Linked DNA regions of Sus scrofa: region 2 is linked to region 1. A link is a contact called in public Hi-C data. All regions are on one chromosome and are shown on one strand. Each heading gives the region's core, a stretch centred on a gene start, on an enhancer-like site or on the middle of the called end of the contact. The rest is flanking DNA. Distances are from core to core; before and after follow the strand shown. Region 1 has its middle 27 kb from the start of PSMB1. Region 2 holds the start of C1H6orf120 (UPF0669 protein C6orf120 homolog).

Region 1 (5,513 bases), core at 931-3,430:
CTTGGAGAATTCCTCCAATGTCTCATCCATTTATGTATTTTATTATGGAACATTTCAAATGTATACCAAAAAAGTTGAGAGATCAGTGTAATGAAACCCTGTGTGCCCCTCACCCACTTCATTAAATGGCCACTTCACGGCCACTCTTATTTCATTCCCTACCCTCCCCCCAAAAAAAATTATTTTGAAGCAAATCCCAGAAATCCTATACTTCATCTGTAAATATATCAGCCCTCTAAAAAAAAAAAAAAAAAAAGGCATTTATTTATTTATTTATTTATTTATTTATTGTCTTTTTGCTATTTCTTTGGGCCGCTCCGCGGCATATGGAAGTTCCCAGGCTAGGGGTCGAATCGGAGCTGTAGTCTCCGGCCTACGCCAGAGCCACAGCAACGCGGGATCCGGGATCCGAGCCACGTCTGCAACCTACACCACAGCTGACGGCAACGCCGGATCGTCAACCCACTGAGCAAGGGCAGGGACCGAACCCGCAACCTCATGGTTCCTAGTCAGATTCATTAACCACTGCGCCACAACGGGAACACCAAGGCATGTTTTTAAAATATAATCAGGAGTTCCCATCTTGTCTCAGTGGTAATGAACCCGAAAAGTATCCATGAGGACGCAGGTTCAATCCCTGGCCTCGCTCAGTGGGTTAAGGATCTGGCATTGCCGTGAGCTGTGGTGTAGGTTAAAGAAGGGGCTTGGATCCTGTGTTGCTGTGGCTGTGGTGTAGGCCAGCAGCTGCAGCTCCAACGGACCCCTAGCCTGGGAACCTCCTTATGCCACGGGTGTGACCCTTAAAAAAAAACACCAAAAATTAAATACAATATAATCACTGTCATAATCGTATCCTTAAATGTTAACTATAATGTCCAGTCTATGTTCACATTTCCTTGATTGTTTCATAAATGTCTATTTACACTTCATTCAAATCTGCAGCCAAATATTTCAATCTCTAGCTCCGATCTTCCTCCTTCTCTGTGTTAATCTTTCTCAATCTCTTTCTCATTCCCGCAAAACTCAGTTGTCAAAGGAGCAGATGATTTGTACTGCAGAGTTCTCTGCTTTCTGGATATTGCTGATTCTATTCCTATAGTTTCCATAAATGTCTTTTCCTATAAATTGGTAGAGTTTGAGGCTTGATCAGATTCAGAGTTCAATTTTTCATCAACGGAGCCATCTAAGTTTACATGTCTTTCCGTTGCTTAGATTAGCCAATTTGACCTGTTTCTATTAAATAATAATTGACTGTGATATGACACATATCTGAATATCATTGACCTTTTTTTGGCTGCACCCACAGCATAAGGAAAACTCAGGCCAGGGATCAAATCCCAGCTGCAGCTGCAACCTATACCACACCTGCAGCAACACCACATCCTTAACACACTGTGCCAGAGTGGGAACCCCTGAATTTTTTAGTTTATGCCATTATGAGATAAACTTCTGTTTCTTAAAAAGCCACAGGCTTCTTTCAACATAGGTGCCAGATTCAGACCGAGCCAGGCTTCCAGCCCCTCGCTTGTGGGGTATGGATGTCCCTTTCCACCTGCCTTGGAGCAAGGTCACCTAACCTCTGAAGGGACAGCTCCAGGGATGTCCACCCAGCCTGTCCCCTGGGCCACACAGGAAGCCCCCTCACAGCATCTCTGCTCTCCTTCAGGGCAGTGCATTTTCCTCAAAAGTTTTTTGTTTTTAAGCAGGGTCTCTGCTCTATCACATTACCCTGCTCTGTGTTAAGAATGTAAATATCACTTGTTTTCTCAAATAACAAACTTTCCATACTATCCAGCCCACTACCTCAGGTGTTTTGCTTGCTCTTGTCTTTAGCTCTCTATTCAACACTGCCACCTCGCTGATGGTCCACACCTTGTTTGTGCTTTATTCCCGGGGATAATGGTAAGAATGGGCTGCTATTAGTCTCATTGTCACCTCTGCCTTTATTGTTCCTGTGTTGGGACTATTTTGGGAGAGGGCCCCAGTGCCGGCTGTGGGACATATTTAACCTGCCAGCTGAGGGTGGTGCTCCAGCTCGTGCAGACAGCTCCTCTGGGCACAAGTGGCAGAGGGCACGTGTGACAGGCACCTCTTTTGGGAGCCCAGGTGGCCAGGCTCTCTTTTAGAAACTTCAGAGTCAAGCTATTTGCAGGGATGACCCCTTGTGCTCTGGCCGCCACGCCTGCTCCCTGCCCATGGGGCTCAGATCCCTGATGGCCTTAAAAGGAGAGTCAGACAGCAGGCTGCACAGGCCACACTTCTCCCCGGAAGAGTGCCAAGGGAATGGTTTGCGAGACCGAGGGTGCCTCCCAGAGCTTGGCCTCAGAATAGCCTGGCCACCTTGAGTTTCCCTTAATAGCCAGCCATGAATCAATCATCCGCAATCTATGTAAAGGCTTTTTGTAAACCTATTTATATTTTTATGTCTGTGCCACTGTGAAGAGCCATTGAATTCAAATGATTTTTTTCCTGAGGCATGTTTTTCTCTCTTATTTTCCTTAAACTAAAGCCATCTTTAAGTTTCCAGGGTGCCCTCTTGCCTCTGTGACCTGGGTTGAGGGGAAAGTGACTGTCACATCCACTTGTCAATGTGCCATGGGGAGTTCCTGCCACGTCAGTGGTGCCAACTTATTGTCACTGTCACCTTCAGTTGGAATACTGCAGGGGAACTATATGTTGCCCAAGTGACATCACTTCTAAGTGTCTTTCCTTTTGCAGTAGATTCCAGCTCAAGAAATTGTCCAGAAAAGGAGACATTTGTTTATCTCAGTTTCCTCCATGACTACATGCCAGAAGCAGCTTCTCCAGGGACAGGATCCCATGCAGATGTGCGACTATAGCGACTCTCCTTCTTTACCGCTGTGACAAATGTGTGTGCCAGGAAAGTTATAGATTGGCAGTGAATTTGTGTGAAATTCTACCCAGAAAGAGTCACAGCTGTGCTCACTCCGCAGCCAAGGTGACCGTGGAAGCCAGGAGGAACCCAGGGTGTGCAATAAGCCCCTGGGTGTTTACAAGACACCAGGTTGGGGGGGTGGGGGATTGTCCAGGGACCATACATTAAAAAAACTAGCATGAATTGGACACTCATGTGAAATAAGGCCCAGGGACACCCTCCACTTCATCTACCTTCACATGGGTGCAGTAGGTGGCCCCCCTACTGGGGTCTTCACTGTGCTCCCCCACCTTCCCAGGGGCGCTAAGCAGCAGCAGAAATCACCCTGGATGCAGCTACGCCCATACCAGGGCCCTCCAGTCCTGCCCACCTTGTCTCCCTCTCTGGCGACGCCAAACTGCTCACTGTTGCCCAGAGATGCTTGTGGAGTGGCCATTAGCCTTGGGACCCTAATTCCATTGTTTGCCAGTTGTGTGGCCTCAAATATCCCAAAGTTGGAACTTCCTCACTTGTGAAATGTGTGAAATATTATCACTTCTCCCAGGGAAGCGTGGACGAGGTGATGTGTGTAAGTGCTGGGCCCAGAGCCCAACACACAGGAATCCTCAGTGAGCTGCAATTATCATGATTGAGTCCTGTGGGCTATAACTTTTCTGGAGGGCCCGCAACCCACGCCGCCTCATCTGCCAGGAAACTCTTCTTCAAATCCTTCAAAGTCTAGCTCAAGTGCACCTCTGGGAAGCCACACAAACTTGCCGTGCCTCTGCCCCTCATTCTCTCTCCTCTGGGCTCAGATGCTCCGCAGAGGGTAACTCTTCACTTTCAGCCATATCTTGGGGGCTGGCGGGGGGCTCGCTTACTTTGTACCTCGGTTCTACATCCATGCCTACCATTACTGCTTGAAGAATATTTGCTAAAATAATCAAATCAATCCAGGACTTTCCTGAATAAAACTTTGGCTAGAAGCTATAAATCTCATTGATTCTTAAGGAATTCATCATTACTAAATGTAATTTTGTAAGAAAAACCTTCCCAACACAGGGCGGGTCAATGGGGGTGGGGTGGAAAGATAAAAAGAATTCTTGGTGGTAAGAGTTTGAGGAAATGCTGAGCTTGCATCTCCTCCCAACCCAGTGGGAGCTTGATTTCCAAATTAAGCAGTTGTGTCCGAGCTTAGGAGGCAGCAGCTGCCACAGTCAGGATACAGTGCTTTGCAGCTGACCAGTGCTCTTCCTGGATCTCTTCCCCTCTGCCTAGTGCGCACCCCTGCTGGCCTTCTGTGGGGCTGGCCTGGCTGCTCCCCGAAGGTCCTTCAGGGTCAGTTTACTGCAAACAGCCCTCCCCTTCCATCTGTGTTTCAGGTAAAATTCAAAAAATGCAAAATATTGTAAACAACCCAGCATGATACGGTGACTATAATTTCAGACCCCAAAACTAAGTTTGTCAATCAAGGATGGACTTCTGATCTGTGAACTGATTTACATGAGAAGTCTATAAAGTTACAAATATTAGATCATATTTTATTCTTTCTTTAAATATGTGGACTATGATTTAAATTCGAAGCCATTTCAGAATATCCAAAACATAGGGACCACACAGGTAAGTCAGGCTGCAGTTATTTAAGCTTCAGTAACTCAGAGTCACAAATTCAAACCGTAAATGGGACCACTTTTCTGAAATGGTGCCTCATAATCACTATTACATTTTAAAATTTAGCTCAAAACAGCATGTTTCGTTTGAGTTTTCTAAAAATATCAAATGGACAGGCAAACCATACACAATTTAGAAAACAGACTGAAATACATCAAAATATTGAAAGTGGTTGATGTTGATGGTGGGATTATGGTTTTTTCCTTCCTTTTTTGCTAATCTGTACTAATTTTTAAGTAAGCAAAGAAATTAAGAAAAATAAATAGACTTTATTCTCGGCCTGTGAAGGCAAAGAAGTTGCAGGAAACTGACTCCCCGCAGCGTAGTTTCTGAATGCTGCTGGGATCTGGAGCAAAGTTGCAAAGCATGTCTTTCTTTTTAGAGTTTTTCACTTCCTGGCTCCTCTCTACTTCACGTTTCCCAGAACTCTCAGATGATCTCTGTCCAGAAGCTTCTGCACAAGCTGACCTGCCCAAGTGCTCTAGACACCCAGGTCTACACTGGGCAGCGAGTGACCCATTCCTGTGCCTCCTGAGGGCTTCCTGACCCGCTCTGCCTGGAGACTGTAATGTGTTCATCCAAAGGGGGTTCTGAACATTTGAGGAAGGCTCTGGGGCTCTGGCTTCAGCACAACACAAGGACGGGCCTCTCTCTTAGCTCACTGCTGCACAGGGAGGATGGGAGGTAGAGGACATTAATTTGAGTGACTGAGTCCATCCCACACTCTACAGCTTTCTGTTATTTCTTACCCATTTCAAATCCCCCACCAGTTAGCTTATAAGTGGATTTTAATGAAAAATCTTATCTTTTTTTTTTTTTTTTTTTTTTTTTTGTCTTTTTCTAGGGCCACACCTGCGCTTATGGAGATTCCCAGGCTAGGGGTCCAATTGGAGCTGTAGCTGCCAGCCTATGCCAGGGCCACAGCAACACCAGATCTGAGCTGCGTCTGTGACTTACACCACAGCTC
Region 2 (5,513 bases), core at 2,115-4,614, 530 kb after region 1:
GTCATCCCGTGCATAAAGAGAGCCACGTACCACCTTCTGCACGGTGATGAGGGCTCCCTGTCTCTTTGGCAACTAAACACGGGAGCCGTTCTTGAGACACCCAAGCAGACGCGCATCTTGTCCTGCCCAGTGAAGCTGGAGCTTGGCGTGTGAGACCCGACTAACCCTGGTTTTGGTTTAGGCCACCCTTCTTGCCTGGACATGAGCGTGGAGCTTGTTTCTGTGATTAAGACCTACCCGTGGCAGTGCATGGAGTGCAAAACTTGCGCCGTGTGTGGGCAGCCGCACCACGAGGAAGAGATGATGTGCTGTGACGTGTGTGACAGAGGCCACCACACCTTCTGTGTGGGCCTGGGCGCTCCGCCGTCAGGTAAAGAGGAGACGGGACGTGGGCCTTGAGCGAAGGGGCTCGCCTGGCGCTTTCTTTTTCTTTTTCTTTTTGAGGCCACAGCATAAGCACCGTCAAGACCCTTCTGTTCACATGGGACCAAAGCTGTCATCATGTCCCCTGCTTCTCACTCCTAGACAGGCTGACTGCAGATCCAGTGAGCTACCAGGCTGCCTACATGTTCTGGAAGTAGAGCTCAGTATACAGAATGAACAGCATTTTTCTACCGAAAGAGCTGAAGCAGTACCATCCGTTTGTTTCAAAGCCTTGATTTTATTTTTACATGTCACTTAGAGACTTAACAAAAATGACTATACCTTTAAACATATTCAACCAGATTTCTATAGATTGAGGCAGCCTAACTTCAGAATGAACACAGAATCAAAGAATAAACCACAGTAATTGGACTGAACATTACACACACAATTGTGTAATTTTAGAACTTATTTGCATAGTTTACACTGCCTAATACTTTATAAAATGTATGCCTAGAACTAGGTTTCCTGGGAGTCACTGAGATGCAAACAGCTTAGGAACTATTCAGAGTCCTGTAGCAGTTCTGATGGAGGGTGTTGCCCGCTGCATTACAGCACCGTGACCACATTTAAAGTGCTGTGTCAGCATCGTACACCAGGACTTGCCAGGAGGCTGCAGACACACAGCTGCCACTGAGCAGCAGCAGAGGCTTGAAAATAAGCCAAACTCAGGGTCAGGGTTGATGTTAGGGTTTGTATGATCAAACTTTTTAGCGTATGATAGCGTTTAAGTTTCAGAAAGGGTTATAGTAAGTTTTTAAAGGCCCCTGTCATTCCTTCCTTCCTCCCATGGCCCCCCGCCCCTACCCCGTGCACTTCCCGGGGCCTGAAGACATGGATTATCTCAGAGGGAGTTGACATTTTTCTCCTTAAATTAACGAGCTCATTAGTGCCTGTCCCACCACACGTCCCCTGAGGATTACTGTCAGCAGCCAAGGCTAAAGGAAGGAGCTAAATGGGTTTAAAAGTTAGTCCTAAAAAGTGAAATTCATTCTGTATTAACTAACAATTTTCTTCCTAGGTCGCTGGATTTGTGACTGTTGTCAGCGAGCCCCCCCAACACCCAGGAAAGTGGGCAGAAGGGGGAAAAACAGCAAAGAGGGGTAGTTTTTTGACCCCAGTTCTGTAACACGCATTTAAATGAAATACCTGGTGCCAGTTTATTTACAACATTCTCATTTTTATGCCAATAAAAGATTTTTCTTTGAAATTAACTGTGTGCTTAAAATCTGCAAGTTGATTTATTTCTACAAACTAATTCCTGAAACCAGTTTCAGGTAGAGAGAGAGATGGTTCCATCTTCCAAAAAGTCTTTCTTTCTTTCTACTTTGGCTCCCTCCATAAATTCAGTCTTGGTATTAGGCAGCTTAATTTGAAATACTTAACTATTTGTTCATTAGCCTCAAAGTTGCTATTCATTTCATGAAATTTTCCTAATCTATATCCTTTCTGGTCCACCATGGATAGCACAGCAAAGTTAATTAATAACGGAAGAATTTTAATAGGAACCCAAGATGGTAAAACTGCCAAGGAGCTGATGAGATCTGGTGCAGCTGGGTTTAGAACTGTCATTACCTAGCACTGGAACCTGCCTACCAGGAAATGCTGTTAGGCTAGGAGGTGCTGTCCCTATTTGGGGTGCAGGGCGGGACTTTAGTCCCTGCACTTCAGACTTGCTTTTGGTAACTTGCTTTTGGTAACTCTTGGAAGCACTGTGACTTCTTTTAGAATCTCTAACTGGACTAAAAGTCTAAGTCACTGCAGTAATCTAGTAGTCACCTGACAGACTAATCAAAATGGGGTTTAGACAGTTTATTGTGCATATTCCTTTTACAGGAATTTTGACCTTTAAGATAACAAATATGCCTGCTGCTTTTCCTACTTTTGGGGTGACTGAGGTAAAAAAACTATGGCTTTATTTTTCCATCCCTCAACTAGAAAAGGTAACCAGAATTCCAACCAGGTAAAAGTAGCTAAGTTCACAGCGAACTGCAATCAGCTTCACAGATTAAGCATATTGTACTCCAGAGTATGTTCAATCTATCAAAAGAGAATTTCAAGTACCAATTTTAAAATACTAATCAGTATCGTCCAAAGAACAGATTCGTCTTCTTGAGATGCGTCTTCTGGAGAATAAGCGTGCTTACGACTCACATCTGTACCATCTGAAAAAGCAGTCTCGCCAAACGGATGCTGTTCGATCGTTGCATCATAATACACTTTCATTTCAAACTCGCTCTCGTGGTGGGACGGGTGTCCGTAGATCCCTATTCCCACGGGGCGCTGGAAATGCGCTGGAATGAAAACCACGTCCTGGCCACACGTGACAGACTGTAACTCATAGTCGTCAAAGCTCGGATGGAGGGTGGTGTCAGATACGTACAGGTCCGCGTCCCCTTTTAAGCTCTGCATCTTAAGCACTATCTTTCCTTCATGGTTTAACCTCAAATAACTGTAATTCCCAGCTCCTATCTGGCCCTGAACCACGTGCAGGAGGACCCACTCTTCCGGAACTTCGTCCGCGTCGAAGGCACCCACCCAGGAGGCAGCCTGAGATGCTAGAAGCAGCAGAAGGGCGCTCTTCCACGGAGCTGCCATGACGGGCGCCTAGAGCGGTGCCTTCCTCATGAGTCAGTGTCCTGCAGGCAAACGACAGGGGACACGTTCAGCACGTCGGGACGCGTCGGGGTCCCCTGCCCGGAGCCGCAGCCTTCCGGGCCCCGGCGGCCGCCCCGCGCTGCCCTCGCGCCGGCTCGGGGAAGGGGCTCCCCGGGGAGGGGACCCGACGGGGAGGAAGGCGGGCGCGCGGACGAGGGGAGCGGGCGCGGCGCCGGGTGGGTCCGAGCGGGGGGCCGATCCCCGCCCCTGGACTCACCGCCGCTCCCCGCAGGCGCCGCGCCGGAGAAGCCGGAAGTGAGGCACGCCCGGAAGTGAGGCGAGGCCCGGAAATAGAGTAGTGCGGGGCTTCCGGGTTCTCGCGAGAATGGCGTAACCATGGCGACGGGGGCGGGACGCAGCGCCTGAGCGCTCCGGGCTCAGCTAGATTGCGGCCGCCTGGCCGCCTAGCGTCTGCTCCCGAGGGTTCCCAGGTGAGAAACCGGTGCACCCGAGGGGCCGTTAACCCGTCCGGGGACCTGTTAACCTGTACCGTATCTCTTAAGAACATGGTACTTCTTTTTTATTTTTTTTTTCCTCGTCTTTTTGCCATTTCTAGGGCCGCTCCCGCGGCATATGGAGGTTCCCAGGCTAGGGGTCCAATCGGAGCTGCAGCTGCCAGCCTACGCCAGAGCCACAGCAACGCGGGATCCGAGCCGCTGTCTGCAGCCTACACCACAGCTCATGGCAACACCGGATCTTTAACCCGCTGAGCAAGGCCAGGGATCGAACCCGCAACCTCATGGTTCCTAGTCGGATTCGTTAACTCCCAAGAACATGGTACTTCTTGAAATGCTCCTAAAAGGATTCAAAATGGAGTTGTATTTATATGAAGGATTTATTTTGTTAATTTGGAATTAATGGGAACCCGTTGTCCACTGAAAAATATCCTAAGAAAGATTATGCGCATTTTCGTACCACACTTTTGTGTTGGTTACAAGGCTTGTGTTTCGTTGTAGAACTTGCAGTATCACTTTTGTGGAAACCGGTTGGAGTGTAAATTAAAAAAACAGGCAATGGCTCTTGTGCCCCTTTCTGCAGAACCTGAACTCTGCCAAGTAGCTGCAAAATGTGAGTTGGTCAGGCTGTTAATGAGATCGCCGTGTGTGGGGTTAAAGAACTGTGCATGTCGCCCACACGGAATCGTTACCTTTGCTGCCTGTAAAAGAGGCAGGACAGTCTTAGGGCTGATTATTTTGGCGGGTTGATTCGCCTGAGGTTGGGAGCAGCTGCATCCACGCTGGTCACTGGCTTGGGCTGTTGATGGAGGTGTCACTAGTGGGTCTCCTCTCTTCCTCCTGCAAGAAGCGTCTGGTACATGTGATGCCCCTTCTGAACCCTGTCGGTTTTCTTTTTTTTTTTTTTTTTTTTTGTCTTTTTGCTATTTTCTTGGGCCGCTTTCGCGGCATATGGAGGTTCCCAGGCTAGGGGTCGAATCGGAGCTGTAGCCACTGGCCTATGCCAGAGCCGCAGCAACGCAGGATCCGAGCCGCGTCTGCAACCTACACCACAGCTCACGGCAACGCCGGATCGTTAACCCACTGAGCAAGGGCAGGGACCGAACCCGCAACCTCATGGCTCCTAGTCGGATTCGTTAACCACTGCGCCACGATGGGAACTCCCCCTGGCGGTTTTCAAGTGTAACTGCCCACTTCATTTTCCTGTCAAGAAAGGGAGTGCGTGTAGGACATAGGGATACATCTGGATCTGATTTAAATCATCGAAAAGTAAATGGCTTTAAAACTTTTACACAGTCACTGCTGTTTGTAATCAGATTTATGCTTACCTAACAAGTCCTGGCTTAAAAGTACACAATTTGTGTTTCAAGAACTGAAGGTTTATAAAATCAGGATTTTGTCAGCCTGGCCAACGGAAAGAGGGTATCAATTTTTTCTTTTAATTAAAGCAGCTAAACATAAAGAGTAGTAATACTTTTTAAAATATTTAATAATTTAGGAAAGGACTTAAAAACATGAGAATGCCTGAGTAAATCAGTCGCATTCCCAAACCTCTGTTATCAGCCATTTCTCCATTTTGTATTAGCTCTGCCCTCAGGGGAGCTAGAATTAGGACCTGTCTCCTCTTCTGGCTAAAGTGGAGAACTCTCTCTTCTTTTGCTGCAGAGTAAAAGCCGTCGGGTGTACTTTAATTATGGTGCGATTTATTATTTTAATATGGCGCTTAACCCGCTGACTCACAGAATGAGTCGCCTAACGTTTTAACAGAGGTGCCCCTTGAGAAAAAGAGAACAATTGTGCTTTTTCTTGTATGGATTTCCTAATGTTGTGCAGTTTGCATGCACTGCTGTAGCAAATGCATGACCTTGACTGCACAGCCTGCTGCTGCCTGGGATTGCTCTCTGCCTTGTAAAGTTTACTGACTTAACTTCAAAACAGTAGTTTCTCTAGCAGGCACTTGGCGCTGCATTTTCTCAA

The links. Hi-C and Micro-C count contacts between places; a contact is called where the count stands out from the background.
Region 2: a contact with region 1 is called in a Hi-C map of heart right ventricle, with 4 times the contacts expected there. The contact joins the promoter of C1H6orf120 here to the enhancer-like site in region 1. A contact is called at or near these places in 5 of 47 Hi-C or Micro-C datasets (heart right ventricle, liver, mesenteric adipose tissue and 1 more) and 1 of 2 datasets of contacts at active chromatin or transcription factors (alveolar macrophages).

Annotation. Positions count from the first base shown.
Region 1 is chr1:47,576-53,088 of Sscrofa11.1, forward strand. No RefSeq gene overlaps it. Among named protein-coding and RNA genes, the nearest start is that of PSMB1, 27 kb to the left of the region's middle. Within about 2 kb of position 2,181, at least 6 of the 83 cell types and tissues checked have an H3K27ac peak or open chromatin away from gene starts, as enhancers often do.
Region 2 is chr1:575,077-580,589 of Sscrofa11.1, forward strand. It overlaps C1H6orf120 (UPF0669 protein C6orf120 homolog), which reads right to left and starts at 3,365. Exons shown (of 2, transcript XM_003480211.4): 1 at 3,299-3,365; 2 at 642-3,062. The coding sequence starts at 3,021. The coding sequence ends at 2,467. It overlaps WDR27 (WD repeat-containing protein 27), which reads left to right and starts at 3,415. Exons shown (of 19, transcript XR_002342137.1): 1 at 3,415-3,512. It overlaps PHF10 (PHD finger protein 10), which reads left to right. Exons shown (of 11, transcript XM_021085654.1): 10 at 182-370; 11 at 1,445-1,705. The coding sequence ends at 1,530.